2 separate regions of the Sus scrofa genome follow, and region 2 is linked to region 1. Evidence: chromatin contacts called from public HiChIP or PLAC-seq data. All regions are on one chromosome and are shown on one strand. The core of a region is the stretch at or near the end of the contact, and the rest is flanking DNA. Distances in the headings are between cores, read along the strand shown. Region 1 holds the start of ZNF503 (zinc finger protein 503). Region 2 overlaps LRMDA (a long non-coding RNA gene).

Evidence for each region. HiChIP or PLAC-seq counts read pairs in DNA pulled down with a chosen protein or histone mark.
Region 2: a contact with region 1 is called in an H3K27ac HiChIP or PLAC-seq map of skeletal muscle, with 2.8 times the contacts expected there. The contact joins the enhancer-like site here to the promoter of ZNF503 in region 1. A contact is called at or near these places in 1 of 5 promoter capture datasets (liver), 4 of 47 Hi-C or Micro-C datasets (embryonic fibroblasts, fetal skeletal muscle, skeletal muscle and 1 more) and 1 of 2 datasets of contacts at active chromatin or transcription factors (skeletal muscle).

Annotation. Positions count from the first base shown.
Region 1 is chr14:77,927,307-77,930,215 of Sscrofa11.1, reverse strand. It overlaps ZNF503 (zinc finger protein 503), which reads left to right and starts at 1,462. Exons shown (of 2, transcript XM_021073148.1): 1 at 1,462-2,537. The coding sequence starts at 2,235. It overlaps LOC106506044 (a long non-coding RNA gene), which reads right to left and starts at 796. Exons shown (of 3, transcript XR_001301017.2): 1 at 24-796.
Region 2 is chr14:78,071,253-78,073,952 of Sscrofa11.1, reverse strand. The region is part of intron 2 of LRMDA (a long non-coding RNA gene); the gene reads right to left. Among named protein-coding and RNA genes, the nearest start is that of LRMDA, 110 kb to the right of the region's middle. Within about 2 kb of position 1,447, at least 10 of the 83 cell types and tissues checked have an H3K27ac peak or open chromatin away from gene starts, as enhancers often do. A contact at or near this core is called in skeletal muscle, where this site is marked.

The DNA.
Region 1 (2,909 bases), core at 213-2,712:
CTACCAAAGCCCTGACAACTCACACAGCGGCACAGGCATTCATGCACACTTCTGCACCCAGATCCAGGTACTCAGAGTCGCGCACAGCGCCTCCCCTCTTCCTTCCAAACAGCCCGAGTGACGGTGCAAATCGAGGGGAACGCGGCAGTCCCGCTCCGCTTCCCTGGAAGAGCCAGTGTTCCCACAGGCAGCCACTCCCTCCCTCTCTCGTTCCTTCTTTCTGCTTTCTCTGAGCAGGTCAGTCCCGGCTCGGCGTTCCAATAAATTCTAGCGGGCAGAGGGGAGTAACACCGGCTATCTAGCCTGCGGGGATGGCGCAAGGTGAAGGAAGGGTTGAGGAGGGGGCATGAGTGAGCCTGAAATGTATCTCTCCCAAACACACACGGTCAGGCCTCTTCTTTGTAGCCTCCTAGCCCTAGCCACGATTGTGGAGACGTCAAAGAATTGAGGCTAGGGGTACCCCATCATTGACCTCCAGGACTCAAGGTTATATTGGTGGTGTGGCTCTTAGAAGTCTCCGAGTTTAGGGTCCCGGCACTACGCGGGGTGGGGTCCGCGGCAGGGCAGCCTAAAGACTGAACGCTACACGTCCAGGAGGGACTATCTTGACTGGGGGCTGGGGGTAGGGGTGGAAATCTCCCGTGTTAGACGTCGCCACCGCCCGTCTCGATACCCGGAGCGGCTCCTAACTCCGCGGCCCCAATGGACAGGAAACCCAGAGGTGGAAGGGTGTACCTATCTCCGATATCGAAAGGAACGAGGCGCACACCCCAGGCCAGAGCACCCCTCCCGGCGCCCTGGGCGCACCTGCGCACTTTACTCTCACTATTCATTTTCCCGACACTGAGCGTCTTTCTCCTCTTCCATTCTTTTTCTTAGAGCCCCCAGCTCTCATCCCAGGAGGCTGCTCCTCTTTCCCCCTCTTCCAATTCCCCCTCGGTCTCTTCCTCTCCGTCTCTCTCTCCCTCTTTTTCCCTTCAAGTCGCACCCGCCTTGTAATCAGCAACAAAAGCTGACATAAATCACCGGCGGATTGACAAGAGCTGACAAATAACTGATTGATTGCGGTCGAGGAACATTGACAATTGATGGAGGGGTGGAGATGCCCAAAGAACTGGTGGGGAGGGGGGAGAAGAAGAGAGGGTGGCAGGGGAGAGTAAGAATGGGGGGGGGCGCTGAGTGTGAAACAGAGGAAACATGTGACCCCCGCTCCTGCCCCAATCTGCGCATCCCCGGGCGTCACGTGGCCGGGAAGGGCGGGGAGCCTAGCACACCCAGCGGAGACGTGCCTCCACCGCCTCCTCTTCCCACCTGACTTCTGGTTTCTCCGCCGCCGAATCTCAAGAAATCAAAGCGGGCGGGCAGCCGGACCAACTCCAACGCCTGCTCCCCACCTTTCCTTACCCAGGCGGCCGCACCGCAATTGATTTCAGTTACTGAGGAGGAGGAGAGAATATTTACTGTGTGCGCCCCCTGTGCGTCCCTGGAGTTGACAGTCCGGCTGTGGTCCAGATTCCTGCCGGAGCTCCTTACGAACACCCTCAATCTATTCCTCATACGCACCCTCCTGCAAAAGGTTTCAGTTTATTCTCGAGCTGGGGAAAGGAAGGACGACGAGGAAGAAAAAAGAGGGAGGCGGCAGATAGCAAACGTAGAATAAATGTCCAGCTCGTCCTCCGAGCGAAATCAAGGGAGGGGACACGCAGGGGGAGAGGCGAAGTGGGAGCTGCCCATTAAAACCAGTGCTGAGAGTCCTGGCGGCGGCGGCAGCAGCGGCGCGGGACGCGTCACATCCCCTTGACCCTCCAATCACCTCGGGCTCCCATTTGATTGGAAGGCGGCAAAGGCTTTAATCTCCCCCTCGGTGCAGCTGCTTTTGAAGTGAGTTTCCTCGCCAGAGCCCCGGCTGGACAGGCAGCGGCTCACATCGCAGAGCGCAGCGCCAGCGCCGGGCCGCGAGTGCGCAGCGCAGGGGCACAGCCCGAGGCGGATACGGCGAGCCACCCGGCACTCCCGCAGTCGGGCCGGCTCCTCCCGCTCGGCCACGGCTCCGCTGCGGGCCACCCAGGATTATTCGCTTCTGGCTCCAGGCGCCGAGAAGGCGCGCTGGGCGCCGGTGGCCGCCTCGCCAGCTCCTCCTGCTGCTCCTGCTCCCCGGGCGAGCGCGCAGCCCCGAGCCCGCCCCGCGCCTCGCGGAGCCCTCCCCCCGCTGCTCCCATGCGCGCGGGTGGGTCATGAGCACAGCGCCCTCGCTTTCTGCCCTAAGAAGCAGTAAGCACAGCGGCGGCGGCGGCGGCAGCAGTGCGGACCCTGCCTGGACCAGCGCGCTCTCTGGAAATAGCTCCGGCCCCGGCCCAGGCTCGTCCCCGGCCGGCAGCACCAAGCCTTTTGTGCACGCCGTGCCCCCCTCTGACCCTCTCCGCCAGGCTAACCGCCTGCCTATCAAGGTGCTGAAGATGCTGACCGCACGGACTGGCCACATTTTGCACCCCGAATACCTGCAGCCCTTGCCTTCCACTCCTGTCAGCCCCATAGAGGTAAAGACCCTATCCCCGGATCGCGCTGGGACCACCACCCGGCTGCTGCTCTCGGGATCTGGGGGTTGGAAGGTGGGGGTATCGGAGTGATTCAGCTTCGGGATGGGGGGAGAGGATAGTGCTCCCGCACCTTAAAACTAGGGTGGAAAGGGGGGAGGAGGTAGAACGGGGTGTGAATGCTGAGAGACAAGGCAGCCAAAACTTGTTTCTCCCTTTGGTATTAAAACGCCTTCCACGACTCAGGCCCCCTTACTTTCAGCCCAGAAGACCTACTGGAGTCCAAAATATGGTTGGTTCCAAAGTCGCAGTCCTCCGGTTCCCCAGAAGCTGGTTATTTGTGCACAGCCTCTAAGGCGCCAACTGCCCTAGCCC
Region 2 (2,700 bases), core at 198-2,697, 140 kb before region 1:
CTGGGATCAGAGCAGAAGAGGGAATCCCTTTCCCAGTTCTAACAAGTGAGGGGGAAGGCAAAAACAAAACAAAAACAAACAAACACCTTTTTCCTCGCATCTGATAACCACTTTTAAGATCTTGAAGATATTTTCCAATAAAACCAACGCTCTAATGGTGAGGTTCTCAGGCTAGCCCACAAAGGTATTTCACCTAAAGGGTGCTCTTCTGCACAAGTGAATTTTGTGAGACAGCCTGGAAACCAATCATTATTTAAACTTGCACTTTTTAAGAATATAAAATCTAAATGCACTAGCAATTAACAACAAATTTGGGAGGGTCAGAGACTAAACATAAGGTAAACGACCACCATCAAATCTCTTCTCAACCTTCTCTTCATCCAGAAGTTCTCACTAACCTGCCCACCTTCCTCTTAGACTCTCCATCAAAACACCTAAGTATGAACACACATATATACATATATACACACACAGCTTCCTTTTATTCTTAAGCGCATTTGTGGTTGAGGTTTTAGAGATCTTTCTTGGCACTCTTTTGAAGTGGTTTCTTGGTGTGAAACTGTGTATGGGCAGAGGTAGGGTGAGGGACCCAAACTTGAAAAATGCCCAAAAGCACAGGCCCTAGTGGGGAAATGCATTCAGGGACCCCTGAATCAGAACTGCTAAGTTTCTGTCACCGACAGGAGTGAAAATTCCCAAGTGCCATAGATCATCTGGGACATTTCAGCTTACCATCATATTTTATCAAAAAATTACATTCAAGGAAGGGGAAGAGGGAAGAAGGGAGGATAGGCATAGGGAGGGAGGAAAAGCCACATAAAAGTTCTGAAATACATCAATGTCCAGAAATGGGAAAGGAAAAAAATTAAAAGAAACCTTTGGAGAATTTAAAAAACATGAAATAAAATATCTATCTTATTTCAGAATCCTGGAGTAAATAATATTTCTGATGCCCCCATAGAGAGTCCAATCCAGCCAGCAAAACAAACACAAATACAAATAAATACTGGGCTAGTGAATTAGGGACAGTACACAGAGGAATTTGAAAATAGGATGAGGGTTGTGTGCAGAAATGGGATCCTTCCTCCCTCCTCCCCCCACTCCCCAATTTTATTTTCTTGAAGTCAAATCCATTATTTTGAAAACACCATTTGAAATCCGAAAGAAATAGCAAAACACAGTATTGTGGTATTCCAAAGTAATATCTCTTGTTTATAACCATATAAATTTAGCCCCTGGCACTAGAGGGCTTATATAATAGAATAGAGTTATTTTAACAGCGCCCTGTTAAAGAAGAAGCAAAATGTTCAGCTCATTTTCTCCAGTGGGAGGGACACATGGCCTCATGCGAGAGAGGGAACATGCCTAAGTCATTACCGCGGGAAAGCAATCCGTCAAAGCCGGGTCGCTCTGGCATGGCCAACACCACTGGCGAGATCACAGAGGCAGCCTCTGCTTGCAATTACCAGGGAAGGACCTTGGCTCTAGGCAGCCTGCTATCAATTACTACCCTGGCCTCGCCGCTTGGACTTGTCAATTTCCCAGTGTCTTCTGTTTTGTAACAGTAAGAAAAAGGGCTCCTCCTGACTGATTCTTGGAAGTTTCTCATGTGTTGTGTCACTCCTCGGTGTCATTAACAATTCAATTAAAATTTCACAGCACACAGGCAGGCAGCACTGGACAGGGGCGGGAAGGGGCCGGGTGGAGGAGATTTCCGAAGGGCCTGCAACGGGGCCACGTCGGATGGAGCGAATCCCATCTTGCAACTTCTTTGACTTCTCGAGTCAGGCTTGCATGTGTCTCCCATCTGACGCGATGCTGGCTGTCATCTTGGCAAGAGGACATGTTTGATGTTCTCACCCCGCTGGGGGTGCAGTGATGGGAAGGAATTTCAGGCTGGCTAGAAACACAATCTCACACATTATTGCACTAAAACTTTTGGCTCCCCAGTGAATAATTATAAATATTCATCATCAGCTCTAGTAATCTACAGTGAGTTCTAGAAACTTCTTTTTCTCCATTTGCTTCCCCCTACCCCCCATCTGGGGCCTCCTGCTTTTTCTTGGTCTTCTGAGTGGGGCTGTCTCTAAGAATTTAGAGACGGGGTGTAAATCACAATTAAATTCTTCAGGAAGGTGGATGACTGGGAATGTTAACACAGGATGGCTGGCAACAAGAAAGACTCGCTACTGTCATTATTAACTCTGTGAAAGTGCAAACACTCCTTTGTCTCGCTGGATGATGGAGGTATACACACTCACGTGCTTTTAAGCATCCCAAGGGTTTAGGGCAAAACGGGGGGGAAAAAAAGTTTCAGGCTTAAGACTTCTGAGGCCGCTTTCTCTCTAACCCTCTCAATGAGTTTAGTCATGCAAGGAAAGATTCTTTAAAGTTACCAAAGACTTTGTTTAATGCCCAAGAAAATGCAGACTGTCAGCACCCTTTGTCAGGTTTTGGTGGCTTAAGTCCATTCCCCAATACACTGGTGACCCTCCACCCCTCATTCACTAGTTTCTTTTTGACATCAAGCGCTGGATAATTGTTTGATTTCCTTCTAGGTAAAAGGAGATTAAATGCCCAGCTGCAACAGCTGACACACAAAAGGGAAAATATAGTTTAACCACCATATTTATCAAGATAATTTTTCTTCCACACGCTGATTAATAACATTAGCCAACCATCGCCTTCAGCTTGGGGGTG